Linked DNA regions of Sus scrofa: region 1 is linked to region 2. Evidence: chromatin contacts called from public Hi-C data. All regions are on one chromosome and are shown on one strand. Each heading gives the region's core, a stretch centred on a gene start, on an enhancer-like site or on the middle of the called end of the contact. The rest is flanking DNA. Distances are from core to core; before and after follow the strand shown. Region 1 holds the start of DUSP4 (dual specificity protein phosphatase 4). Region 2 has its middle 260 kb from the start of DUSP4.

Evidence for each region. Hi-C and Micro-C count contacts between places; a contact is called where the count stands out from the background.
Region 1: a Hi-C map of embryonic fibroblasts shows a contact between it and region 2, with 4 times the contacts expected there. The contact joins the promoter of DUSP4 here to the enhancer-like site in region 2. A contact is called at or near these places in 5 of 5 promoter capture datasets (fetal liver, fetal skeletal muscle, liver and 1 more), 37 of 47 Hi-C or Micro-C datasets (adipocytes, adipose tissue, alveolar macrophages and 18 more) and 2 of 2 datasets of contacts at active chromatin or transcription factors (alveolar macrophages and skeletal muscle).

What each region holds. Positions count from the first base shown.
Region 1 is chr15:55,486,864-55,493,698 of Sscrofa11.1, forward strand. It overlaps DUSP4 (dual specificity protein phosphatase 4), which reads left to right and starts at 4,221. Exons shown (of 4, transcript XM_003133392.4): 1 at 4,221-5,094. The coding sequence starts at 4,662.
Region 2 is chr15:55,225,583-55,232,215 of Sscrofa11.1, forward strand. No RefSeq gene overlaps it. Among named protein-coding and RNA genes, the nearest start is that of DUSP4, 260 kb to the right of the region's middle. Within about 2 kb of position 4,374, at least 13 of the 83 cell types and tissues checked have an H3K27ac peak or open chromatin away from gene starts, as enhancers often do. A contact at or near this core is called in alveolar macrophages and embryonic fibroblasts, where this site is marked.

The DNA.
Region 1 (6,835 bases), core at 2,971-5,470, 260 kb after region 2:
ATCCTGCCCAAACTCTTCATTTTGCAGATGAAAAAAACTGAGACTCAAAGCTATTATCTTTCCAAGATGGCTAAGCTAGAGGCTGCCATAGCCTAAATTGAATAGTTTTCAAAATAAAGTACTGAATATAGAACGTATAAAAACCTTTCTGCAAAGAACCCGGATTAGAAATCTAGCTCTTTAAATAATTAGTGTCATACTACCATGATAGAAAAATAAACGGAGGCTATTGAACAGATCTGTGACGAAGTCGGGACTAAATAGACTTCAGGCTATGTTTTGAGGTTGGGGACATTCAGTTTAAACACTGAAGACCTTCCACTGCTGTTTATTCCTGACTTGATGAGCAGAGGTAGGTAGGGACGGGCAGATGTCCCTCAATTCCATCTACACCTGTTACCTAAGAACGCACAGTATATACAGACCTCTTAACCCTGAGGAGCATGAGACAGCTCAGTTCTTTTGAGCACTCCTAGTACCCGGAAGAGGAAGCTCCCAATCAGCCGATGGGGACCATCTCTATTCCAGTTGAGAGTAATAAGCTAGGCACCCTTTCTGCTCAGAAGAAGGGAATCCTTAGAACCTTTCTTTCCATCATCGCCTTGATTAATTCATTAACAATTTTTCAGGCAAGATTTATTCAGGCACTTGGGGACCCAGTAGTGAGTCAGAGGCTGGCATCAAAACCAGAATAGTCCTCTCTGGGGATCCTACTCTGGGCTTTAAATTCCCAGATCACAGAACTTCCTAATTGGAAAGAAATGTTCTTAAACAAGAACAAGGGTTTTGCCAGGCCTGACAGTGACTAATAAGGTCGGTCTAAGGACTGTCTGAGGAAAGAGAAGTTGGATTTACATGTCACAGTGAATGTTTAAAGTATTTTCACCCCAAGGTTTCCTGCTGAATATAAATAAAATATCTCTCCTTGGGCAATCCCATCCCAACCCCTGCAGATATGTCTTTCTTAATCAAATTAACTTTGAAATGACATTCGATGTCTTCTTTCCAAATGTCTTTGTTTTCTCAGAGATCTACTCATTGACAAGCTGTTTCAGGAGGTTCCTGTGTAAACCGATTAAGGTTCCCACCCCTAGCCTTCATATTTATCCTCTCTGTAGCCTGGTGTCTGCTAGCCCTCACATTGTATTCATTTAACTGTGTACCAGATGGCCCACACATTTACAATACCAAAAATTAAAACAATTATCCTGGGTGCTTACAGGGCACCTGGATAAATACAAAATGTAAATCTCGTTGTCTGAAATTCACACATCCGACAGCTAATTCCTGAACTGAAGGGAGAGTCTGTTTGATTTTTTTGTTTTTTTGGTTTTTTCGTTTGTTTTCTTTCAGTCTCCCTCAAAAAAAAAAAAAAAAAAAACAAACAAAAACAAAAAACCAGGCATTGGCATTCCTCAAGCAAGCGGCTCTGGGCTAAAATACATGAAGTAGATGCAGAGGCCCCCCTCCAGGGTCCGGGCGCGCAGGCGCGCACACGTGGACACACACACACTCACACGCGCCCGCCCACGCGCCCTTCCGTGTGAATCGCCTGCGGGATTTACGGGCTTCGCCACCACGGATTACTGTCAGGTGCAGAAAGCAATTCTTTGTTCGGTGGGCATTTTCCTTCCCCGGGATTCGACTGTTATTTACCGGCCACGTGAGAGCTGGGCGGGGGTGGGGGGGGTGGAGGCGCCCCAGGCACAGGGGAGACAAAGGCTAGCGGAGCGCGGCAGAGGCGGCTCAGGAAAGGCTCCTGCTCCTGCGACACGTGCGGAGTTGGCCCGAACCTGCCTCCAACTGAGAAGCTCAAGAATGTCCAGTCCAAGCCCTTGTAAAGGCATCGGCGTTTTTCTGGAAGCGGGCCTGGCAACGACCTGATTCCGAGGCTGCCGGGAGAGCGACCGGGAAAAGCCGAGGACGGGCCGGACGTGGGGACTCCTTGAAAAGGGCGCGCCCCTGGTGTACCAGGGAGAGCGAATTTACGCGGAGCCTCACAACCGTGTCTGCACGTGAGAAGCGGGACAGAGGCCCTTGTTGCCCTCGGAGGGAGTACAGACCCTTCCCCGCGAGCCTTTGACCATTGACCTCCCGTCTGCACTGCCCGCGGCCTCGGTCTGTCTGCGGTGGTGACTGTCCTCTAGGCCCTAGGAGACAAGAGTGAGCAGAATGTCAGGGGTACCCAGAAGTCAGTGGTGAAAATAAATATCTTAATGTAGTGTTTATTTTTTAAAGTTTTATTGCAGTGTAGTTGATTTATAAGGTTGTGATAATTTCTGCTGTACAACAAAGTGATTCAGCCATACTCATTCACATATCCATTCTCTTTCAGATTCTTCTCCCACACAGGTTACCATAGAATACTGGGTAGGGTTCTCTGTGCTATACAGCAGGTCCGGTTAGCCCATCATTCCATAAACCTCAGTGTGCATACGCCAGTCCCAAGCCTCCAGTCCAAATGTAGTGCTTTTTAAAAAAAACATTCGAAATTAGTGCCCCCTCCCCCCTATATGTGATGAACAAAATAGTAAATTCTACATAGATCAGTACATGGCGGAGGCATTTCGGAGCCTGGGGTAAAAGGATTCCTCACGGGTGAGCTGCACCCCTCACAGCGCACTAAGCTTGGGCCTGGTGTCTGGATCCCCAGCGCAGTGGGAGGTCGTAGGCCTTGGAAGTAGAGGCCGCCGCCGAGGCCGCCCTGCGGAGCGGAGGGGTGGCCCTGGGGGCCGGAGGTGACAGGTCCAGAGAGCCGCCCGGCGGGGAACAAAGGCAGAGCGGAAGGCCGAGTCCGGGGAGGGAGAAACCCCGCGGGTTCGGCGGCCCTGGCTGCCTCGGTCGACCAGAAGAGGAAGACTCGACCCCTTTGTCCCCGAGGCCTCCAGCGAGTCCTAGAATTCCCTGCTTGGTGGTTAATTCTCACTAACAAGACTTGGCAAGATGTCGGGCGAATAATTTTTGCCTTGTGTTGTGTCCTCACTGCGGCGACCAAACACCCCTCTGCCAAAAGCGGCCTCCGGGAAATTAAATGCATAAGTAAAAGCGGGGGAGCGAGAAAAATGCGACATGACCTGGAAAGAAGGATGCAAAAGAAAAAAAGAAGAAAAAAAAACTGACTCGGCCCTGGAGCGTGTTAAATTCTTTACGTGTCATTTTCTCTGGGTCTTCGCACCAGATGTGGACCCTAAGTGTCATTTCCTGAGAAGACAATCACACGTGTACAAGGTGGGGTGAGGATTTTTCCAAAAGCCAAAAACATCTCCCTCCACCCCCACCCCCACAGGGTTAAATAAACCTCTTTAGGAAGCGTGGAAGGGAGTGGCACTCCCGCCTTCCTCCTTGGGAACAACATTCCGGATTCAATTAATGCCTCCCTCCGGATCGTAAAGCAACAAACTCAACACCTCACTTCTATTACTGGCCTTCGGGCCGGGAAGGCTTTCTCTTTCATCTTCTGAGTTTGGGGTTGCCCACGTTTCTCGGGAAGCTGTAAAGCTGATTTAATGGCTTAAGATGAAAATCGATCAGGCTGAGGCAGAAGCTAAAGTCTGAGGAATCACAATTGAAAAAACGTCTGGCCGGTCGAACGCACTTCGTAAACATGGGGCGAGGAGAGGCAGGCCGGGCCGGCTGGACGTTGGTGCAGCGTTCTTCTGTCCACTTGGGTAGGTGGGGGACACCTGCGAGGCTGCTTGGGGGGGCAGCACGGAGGTAAAGAGGGATGAAACCTCAAGACCGAGCCCAAGCCTCCGCTAGGCGGGCTTCTGGGCTGGCGATTTCTTTCTGCCGATAGCCGCTACCGCCGCAGCGGGGTGGGGTGGCCGTACCGCGACTCGGGTCAGGCTGTACGCGCGCTGCGGAGGCCGGGGAAAGGCGCCGCGGCGCTCCATTCACAAAGTCCAAGCTCTGCAGCTCGCTAGCGGGTCGGAGGCCTCCTCCCTCTTCCTCTAGGTCTAGGTTTTATGAATGGGCCTGGCGGCGAGCTCAGCGCTCCCTGTTTACTCCGCTCTTTGTGACGTCTCTTCCCCGTGACTGGGCGCAAGCTGCCGACACTCCATTCACGCGCTGGGGCGGGCAGAGAGGGAGGGGCCAGCCGGGAGGGGGGGAACTGGAGGGGGCGGGCAGCTAGGGCTAGGGGCGGGGTAGGGCTCTGGGCCCAGAATGGAAAGAGGCGGGGCCTCCCGAGGTAGTAATGAATCTGCCCCCTCCCGGGGGAGAGCAGAGGAGCCTTAATAAATCTATAAGCCGAGGAGAGGAAACTCTGGCTGGGGCAGAACGCTGAGCTCCGGCTGCTGTGGGGGAACGGCGAGCAGAACGGCAGGCGGCAGGAGCAGCACAGCAGGCAAAATACAATAGAGGAGACTACAGAAGAGAGCCCTTGGCCCTCTCTCGTAAACACACTCCCCTCCATCGCTACCTTTCCCTGGGCACCGTGCTGCCTGGCGCCCGAGGCCGCTCGGACTGCTATGTAACCGCGAGGCTGCAGGAGGAAGGGGACCGGGGAGAAGAGGTTCGCCCGTGGGAGCCTCAGGGGGCCAAGTTTGAAGCCACTTCTGCTCGCGCCTTCCCTTAGCCCCAGCCTGCCCCTTCCTGCAGCCCAGCTGGCCCAGGCGTCCTTCGCCTCCTCTTGTGCTCAGCAGCCGAGATTGCCGGCGACTATGGTGACCGTAGAGGAGCTGCGGGAGATGGACTGCAGCGTGCTCAAAAGGCTGATGAACCGGGATGAGAACGGCGGTGGCGCAGCCGGCAGCGGCAGCCACGGCGCTCTGGGGCTGCTGAGCGGCAGCAAGTGCCTGCTGCTGGACTGCAGACCATTCTTAGCGCACAGCGCTGGTTACATCCGAGGCTCGGTCAACGTGCGCTGCAACACCATCGTGCGGCGGCGGGCCAAGGGCTCGGTAAGCCTGGAGCAGATCCTGCCCGCGGAGGAGGAGGTCCGCGCCCGCCTGCGCTCCGGCCTCTACTCCGCGGTCATCGTCTACGACGAGCGCAGCCCGCGCGCCGAGAGCCTCCGCGAAGACAGCACGGTGTCTCTGGTGGTTCAGGCGCTGCGCCGCAACGCAGAGCGCACCGATATCTGCCTGCTCAAAGGTAAACGCGGGCGCTGGGCGCGAGCTGGAGGGTCAGTGCGGCTGAACAGTCCGTGCGGCTGGACTCGGCCTCCTGCGCCTTAGTGGGCAGAAGTGCCCAGAGGGAGTCGCAGCTGCGGGATGGGATCCCCGCGCACTCCTTTGTGCGTATTGGTGTCTGCACGAGTGTGCAAGGATTCTGTGCGTTTGTGTGCCAGCGCGAGTTCCTGAAGTCCTCCGAGGCGATGGGGCGCAATGCCTCCGTCACCTGCAATTCCGAACCCTTTCGGGCGTTTCTGAGTTTGTTTACTTCGACTAACGGTCTGGCCTTGCGAGTGAGGCTATCCAGCTGCGTTGCCCACCTTCGAATCCAGGGAAGTGCTCCCAAGTGCCACCGTGCGGGGATGGAGGACAGATTAGGCCTGTTGATTTGGAGTGCCGGGGCCCTGCGCTGAGTCCAACCCGAGATCCCAAGAGGTGGGGAAAGCGGTGAAGGAGGGTGAACACCGGAGTGGAATCGGCCCTGCGGGTCCTGCTGGAAACCAGCCCTTAATAAGTGCAGTAACAAGGCTGGGGTTATGGGCATGGTGTAGAGCGATCTGTATCTACTCTTCTGTTGCCCCACTCCGAGCTCCACCTGGAAGGTGGCCAACCTCTCCAGCTTCGGGGTAGAGCAGGCTCTGGGAGCGGAAGGCGGGAGGTCCGAGCATAGAGCGGACGCTTGGTGGGATCCGGCCTCTTAAATTGAGGTAGCAAAGTACGACCTTTTGTTCAGACCCGACTCTCAGACGGCGGCGCGTGCTTAAGTGCGAAACCCTTGGAGAGGGGAGGTCTCGTCAAACCAGCCAGTCGGAAACCCGAAAGGGCCGAGGGCTACCCAAATAACTGGAGGGCCGGGGCGCCGGCCGCACCTGCCAGAAGGTGTCGGGCGTCGGGGAGCAGGCAGGGCATGTGGGGTAAGGGCGCCCCTGGCCAAGCTGCGCCCCTTCCTCCCGCGCCGCATTCCGCGCATTCCTTCGCCCTCGGAGGGTCTTCTACTCTGAAGCCTAGAGGCGTTTCGGACCCCGGCCATCAAAGAGCCGCCCCTTTCCCTGCTGGTGCCCCTGGCCCCCTCCCTGCTGTCCTTTCCTCTCCGGACCCGCACGCCCGAGAGGAAGGGAGATGGGGCGGGAGGTGCGGCGGAAACCTCTCCCCACCGCCCCTTCCAAAAAGCACAACAACGCGGCTCAGTGCCGACCCGCTGGGCTTGCCCCCGTGAACAGCGGGGGGCTTTGTTCTCGGCAGTTGTTTCCTGGCCATTTGACCTGTCAGCTGCTGGGGAAATGCTGCTGTTGACCTTTGGTTGAACTATTAAGGCGATTTTGCTGATTTTTCTTTCTCTGCGAGGGCGGCCTTTGGCACCTCCGTTTGAGCCCAACCCTCTTCCCTTCTCCAAGCGCTTTAAGAGAAAGTGCCAGGAAGGGCCGTGCACCGGAAGGACCGGCCGCAAAGCTGGGCGAGCAGAGCTCTGGGGCATGGGGGCCCCTCCTCCCCGGTGCTGAGCTGTACCTGGAGCCCTGCAGCCCCGGACAGGGTAGAGTGCCGGGTCGAACATGCCACCTGCCCTCCCTTGGCTGGTGCTGGCGCCCGTGAGGAGGCGGAGATAAATTTCTCTGGGACAAAAGTCCCTCCGAATGGCAGGGGAGGGGCCAGGGTGTTCCCGTGCCACGTTGCCCTCGATCGCTCCTGATTTGGAGCCCAATCGCGCGCCTGCCTTTGTAGTC
Region 2 (6,633 bases), core at 3,124-5,623:
CCCTATGTTCATTTCAGCACTAGTCACAAGAGCCAAGACATGGAAACAACCTAAATGTCCATTGACAGATGAATGGATTAAGAAGGTGTGGTGTGAGAGTTTCCTTCATGTTGCAGCAGAAACAAATCTGACTAGAATCCATGAGGATTTGTGTTCCATCCCTGGCCTTGCTCAGTGGGTTGGGGATCTGGCGATACCGTGAGCTGTGGTGTAGGTCTTGGATTCGGCTGGGATCCCACAGTTGCTGTGGCTGTGGCGTAGGCCAGCAGCTGTAGCTCTGATTTGACCTCTAGCCTGGGAACTTCCATATGCCCGGGTGTGGCTCTAAATTACAAAAAAAAAAAAAAAGATGTGGTGTATATACACAATGGAATGCTACTCAGCATTAAAAAGAACAAAATAATACCATCTGCAGCAACATAGATAGAACTAGAGACTCTCATACTGAGTGAAGTAAGTGAGAAAGACAGATATGCTATGATATCACTTGTATCTGGAATCTAACATACGGCACAAATGAACCTATCTACAGAAAAGAAACAAACTCATAGACTTGGAGATCAGACTTGTGGTTGCCAAGCAGGAGGAGGAAGGAGTGGGATGGACTGGGAGTGTGGGGTTAGTAGATGCAAACTATTGCATTTGGAGTGGATAAGCAGTGAGATCCTGCTGTGTAGTACAGGGAAATATATCCAGTCACTTTTGATGGAACCTGATGGAGGATAATGTCTATCTGACTATATATATATGACTGGGTCACTTTTTTATACAGCAGAAATTGACAGAACATTGTAAATCAACTATAATAGAAAAAATAATCTTTGAAAAAAAAATTTTTTAAAAGGGCATGGTTGAGAAAAGAGGCTGGGCTTTCAGTTCTTATAGACCTGGGTTTTGGGACTGGCTTTTTTTTTTTTTTTAATTGGAGCCATGCATTGATGGTTATGGAATTAACCTCTCACACTCAGATCTTGTGAAATAGAAATAATTGTGCCGACCTTTTAGAACTACAAGGACTGGAGATGATCTGGTAAATCACTTAATCAGGACTTGGAACAAGCAAGGGCCTCCATCCATAAACAACAGCTATTATTATCATTTTCATTGTCTTCAACAATGAAGAACTTAACCAGGGCAAATAAATTGACATCTAGAAGAAAATACAAAACTAAAACAAAGCATTAATCTTTACATTATGGCGTGTGTGAGTGTAAGTGTATGTGTGTTTGTAGTACTGTAATTATTGACCAAAGGGGAAAAAAATCTACCAGATCCATTATCTTTCGAAAGGAGCAAACACACCAATGGGTGAAGGTGTAGGATCTGGATAAATTTATGAGTGGAGACCTTCATTCATTCAATGGTAACTAACCATAGGCTATATCCCAGACACTTTGCTAAGCACTTAGGCAAAGACACAAGTACTGTTCTTCACTTCCTGGAGAAATTCATAATCCAGTGGGGGATGGGGATGGCTACAGGCATATAAATAAGTAAATTGGATACAACCTGCCTCGGGCTATGATGAAAGTGGTGTGGAACGCTTTCTTGGGGGAACTAACATCTGAACAGAGTGGTAGAGAATGAATAGGAAGGAATTGAGCAGAGGTGGTGGAGAGAGCATTCCAGATTCAACAAAAGCAAAGAAAAGGCACAGAGTAAGAAAAAAACATGGTATATGTGCTGGAAACAGCAATTTGAGTTGCTGGAGAGTAGGACAGAAACCTGGTTGGGGAAGAAATAGGAGTGTCTGGTCCTTTAAGAAACATGAATGTTATCTTAAATATACTGAGTAGTTTGGGGAAATGGGAGTAATTACTTCCCTTTTAGGACTCTCGTAACAAAAGTACATATTTCTACAAGGTTGTTGTAGCATTCTCTATAACAGCAAAACGTACTTATTGGGTAAAAATAGTCAACTAAACCATGGGCCATGGACCATTCAGATTATTAAATATCAAGCAGTCATTGGAAAAAACAAATACCTTCCTAAGGAATGAAATGGAAAGATCTCCAAGATATATTATTAAATTTTTTAAAAAGATGAAAGAACAGCATGTCTGGTATGATCCATTCGTGTAGGAAAACAACAACAGCACAGACTTTTCTCTCCATTTTGCTTATCTTGGTTTCTTTGTTGTTGAGCAAGTCTGTGTGCCCAATGCACAGGGAGACCAAACAAACCAAAATGTCAGTTTGGAGCAGAGAAAGGTTTATTGGTGGGTCAGGCAAGGAGAATGGACAGCTCAGGCTCAGAAAAGCCAGAACTCCCAATGGTTTGGGGGAAAGAGTTTTTATAGGCAAAATTTGGGGAGGGGCTGCAGTGTGTGTGACCTTCCTCTGACTGGTTGGTGGGGAGGTAACAAAGAAGTTGTTCCAGGAATTTCAATCATCAGCTTTCTGGTTCCAACCAGTCTGGGTCCATGTACTTGTGGTCAGCCTGAAGTTACTGTCCTGCATCAGGATGGAGGCCTTTGTTCTGTCCAACTCAGAAGTGTATCAGACTGTTACACACATCCCCCCATCACTGCACTATTGTTTTTTTTCTTAAATCCCTCATTCCCCTAATTAGTAACTGAATCTGCCTTTTGGAACTCAGGGAAGGTCTTGGAGGCTGAAAACATTTTCCTATAAATCAGGAACTGGGGACAGGGAAAGGCTTTTATGCCCAGGAGGGTCCTACAGGGTCCTGCTCTGTGTCATCTCAATGTGCTCACTTCTTTCTTCTTCCTTTTTCCCTTTCTGTTGGGCTGCATCAGCTGATCCATTTTTCAGGGCAAGATGCCTACCCACTAGATCTACTAAGTTTTAAGTATTACATCTCCAGCCATAGAGAAGTCGTTTAAATACTTTGAGCCTGAGTCTAAAACTATAAGAAAATATTCGCAGTATGAACCAGTGAACTGTAGTCTGAGTGAGAGACCAAAGGAGAAATTGGCAGTTCCTGAGAGGTTAGAGGGTGGGGAGCAGGCTTTATTTATGGAGTTGGAGGAAGGGCAGTTCTTAGAAGAAAGAAGAGATGGTGTTGGACAGGAAAGTGAGAAAATACTGCAGAGACGTCTCTCTTTTTTTGCTTCTTAGGGCTGCACTCACAGCATATGGAGGTTCCCAGGCTTGGGGTCCAATCGGAGCTGTAGCCGCTGGCCTACACCAGAGCCACAGCAACACCAGATCTGAGCTGCGTCTGTGACCTACACCGCAGTTCATGGCAATGGCGGATTCTTAGACGATGGTAGAGAAAAGAGAAGAACATGTTTGTGGAGAAGATTTAATCTTTGGGGGGGAAATGTTGAGGCTGAAATGTCTGAGACATCTGGGCAGAGTGTGAGTTGAGTGCCCCAGGTGGCAAAGATTCTTTGGGGAAGAATTTGGCAGCTTGGAAAGCTGGAGTAGAGAGTAATGAACATGTAGTGGTACCTGGACTACAGAACAAGGTCATGTACCAAAATGGAATGTACATGACTCCCAGAAACCCTCAGATAAGTGACTGCTTATGAGGGGGAATTAGAAACTACCTCACCACCTCCTTCTTTTTCTCCTCCTCCTTCTTCTGTTACCAGATAGGTTCCCTGAAGGATGATGACAGAACCCCCTCCCCCCCAGCCATGGGCAGTGAGAAACAATGGCCTGTGGAAAACAACTGCCTGCATAGATAAACCACCTACAAAGATTAACTTCCCTCTGTCTTGGGACTTGACTCCTACCCCTTCCTGAATTGTGTAACTTTCCCCTCCTTCTTTTTATTGTTCCTACCACAAATTCCTGCCACAAACTCCCACCACAAGTCCTGCCTCAAATCCTTTATAAGCCTCGCATCTCCTTTCGGTTGCTGCAGGGATAGAATGTGACAGGGATAAAAGCCCAGTAGTCCTTCCCATTATAGTTAGTAGCTAAAACTAATCAGCTCAGAACCATCCCAGGTCTAAGAACTGTTTTATATACAAGCACCCTCAAGCTAGAACACTGTTATCTGGCTGCCAGCATTGAGCCTGGTGAGAAGGCACACAGGTACTAACCCAGGTTGTGTGGGTGCAGCCTAACCCAGTGAAGGCTGAGCCCTCAGGTTCCCTGTCTCTCCAAAGAATATGGCCTATCAGGGACTAAAAAAGCACTTGCATTTCCTAGAACCACAACTGGCAAAAACTGTCTTAGGTCAGGTTTCCTGGAAACAGAGATTTGTGTGCAGGAATGTCTTTAGGGAGTTGTTGTATAAATTTGTCTAGTCTTTGTCTCAGGTTCCAGGCATAGAGCTTCAAAAACCCTTGGAATTTCCGGAGTGATAGGAGTGTCTTTGCTATGCTAACGAGGTGACTCAGGGTGGGCCCCTAGATAGCTTTGAGATGAGGGCTGGTTACCAGAAAGACCAACCACGTGAATAGAGAGGTGAAGTTTTGAGCCAGCCAGACCTCCAGCAAGGGAGTGGGGCTGAAGAGTGAGTTTAATCACGTGCCCAATGATTTAGTCAATCTCATCTATATAAGGAAACTTCCTAAAAACTTTGGACCAAGCTGGGCTGGTCATTGTACATCATAAGTCAGACATCCATGTGCCAGGAGTGTGACTCACCTTGATTTCATGAGAAGAGGGCATAGAAACTCTGTCTTCCCTCCCAGACCTCATCCTATGCATCTCTTTATTTGGCTGGTCCTACTTGTGTGTATCTTTAACAATGAAACTGTAATGTTAAGTAGAGTAATTTCCTGAGTTTGGCGAGTCATTCTAGTAAGCTGTCAGACCTGAAGGGGTCATGGGAATTTTTAGTCAGCTGATCAGAAGTGCTAGTGGCTTGGAGACTCCCAAGACTTCTAGCTGTGGGGAGACTTGTGTGCTGAGGGGAGTCACATGGAAGACTTTTCCCTTACCTGTTGGGATCTCCAGGGGCTTAGCAGAACACACAGTTGGTGTTAGAGCAATAGGGTATTAAGGCAGTAGGAGAGCTCTCAGCAACACCTGTAAGAGGATGAAGGAAGCAGTACTGGTCAGAGGGAGAAGTTGAAATGCAATGCTATTGAATAAAGGGCCTCAGCTAATGCCATAAGGGTCTCTGAAACTGGAATGGCCCTTGAGGCATCCTACATTGAAGCCAGAGGGCTGGCCCTTTGACTCCCACATTTTGATCCCCAGGGAGGTGGGGATGGGGGTCGGGGGTGCACAATCTTTGGCACAGGACAGTTCTTGGAAAGGGACTCACTTGTAAGCCATTAGCATCCCACATTTGTGGAAGCTGGGGACATAAGTGCCTTGACCCTGAAGGGGATTTGGAGTGGTAACTTACAGCATCCAATATACCAGCTCAATCATATATAACTATCCAGGTACTGAACATTCATGCTTGGATTATTAAGCATCTACACACACACACACCTTTTCCCCATAGTCTGAAATAAAGTTAACATCATCCCTTGCTCTCCCTATCAAAAGATGCGGAGCCAAATTCTCCTCAGAAAGAATGCATATGATTGCTTCAAGTTTTTCTCACTTATAAGCAAGCCATAACTGTGTTGATAAAAGAATGTCATTCTGTGTGGAGTCTTTTGAAACTTAACTTTTAACTTAGTTGTATATTACTGTAGTTCATTGGTTTTGACTGCTCCATAATATCTGTTTTCCTGACTATGTTACTGTTTACTCATCTCTTCCCCTATTGATGGCCTTCGGGATTGTTTTCATGTTTTTGCTAAGTCATGTTGCTATGAGCATTGTTTATACATGTCTCCTATATGTGTGCAAGAATTTCTCAATATAAGCCAAGGATGCATTGTTGGATAATAATTGTTAATATTCAATTTAAGGGATAATGCCAGTTTTCCAATTAGACAGTCCCATCAACAATGTGAAAGAAAGCCTGTGGCTTCATATCTCTTCTGACACTTGTTATTGTACAATACTTTTTAATTTTTGATAGTTGGATGCTTCATTGTGATCTTGATTATTTATTTCCCTCATGGCTAGTGATGCTGAATATCTTAGACATTTATTGGCCACATTTCTTCTGGGAAAAAAAAAAGTCTGTTTATTTAATTCCTCTTGCATCTTAAACCTTCCCATTAAGATCACTTTCTTTTACCCTTGAAGTTCCTCCAATGGTGTTTTCTTTAGAGAGATACTGCTGATGGCAAACTTTTTTCCACTTTGTTTCTGAAAATGTCTATATCTTTGCCCTCATTTGTGAAACATGGTTTCATCTTGAATAGAATTCTAGATTGGCAGTTATTGTCTTTCAACTCACTGAAGACAGTATTCCATTGTTTACAAATTTCTATTATCGCTGTGGAGAAGTTAGCTGTGGGTCTAGTTGTTGCTTCTTCAAGAGTAACCGTTTCCTCCTGAGTGCTTTTTGTGGATAGATAGGTAGGGATAGATGATTTATCTCCATCATCTATGTTTTGTATAATATAAGAAAGTATTAATGTAGGTATTGACAGATGATTCATCTTGTAAACAGATGATGTAAATGAATGGTGTTATTAAATACAGTACAGTAGCTACTGTAAGTGTATTTTCTCTTATGATTTTCTTAACATTTTCCTTTTCCTAGCTTATTTTATTGGAAGAGCACAGTACAAAATACATATATAACTTACAAAATATGTGCTAACCAACTGTTTATGTTATCATTAAGTCTTCTAATCA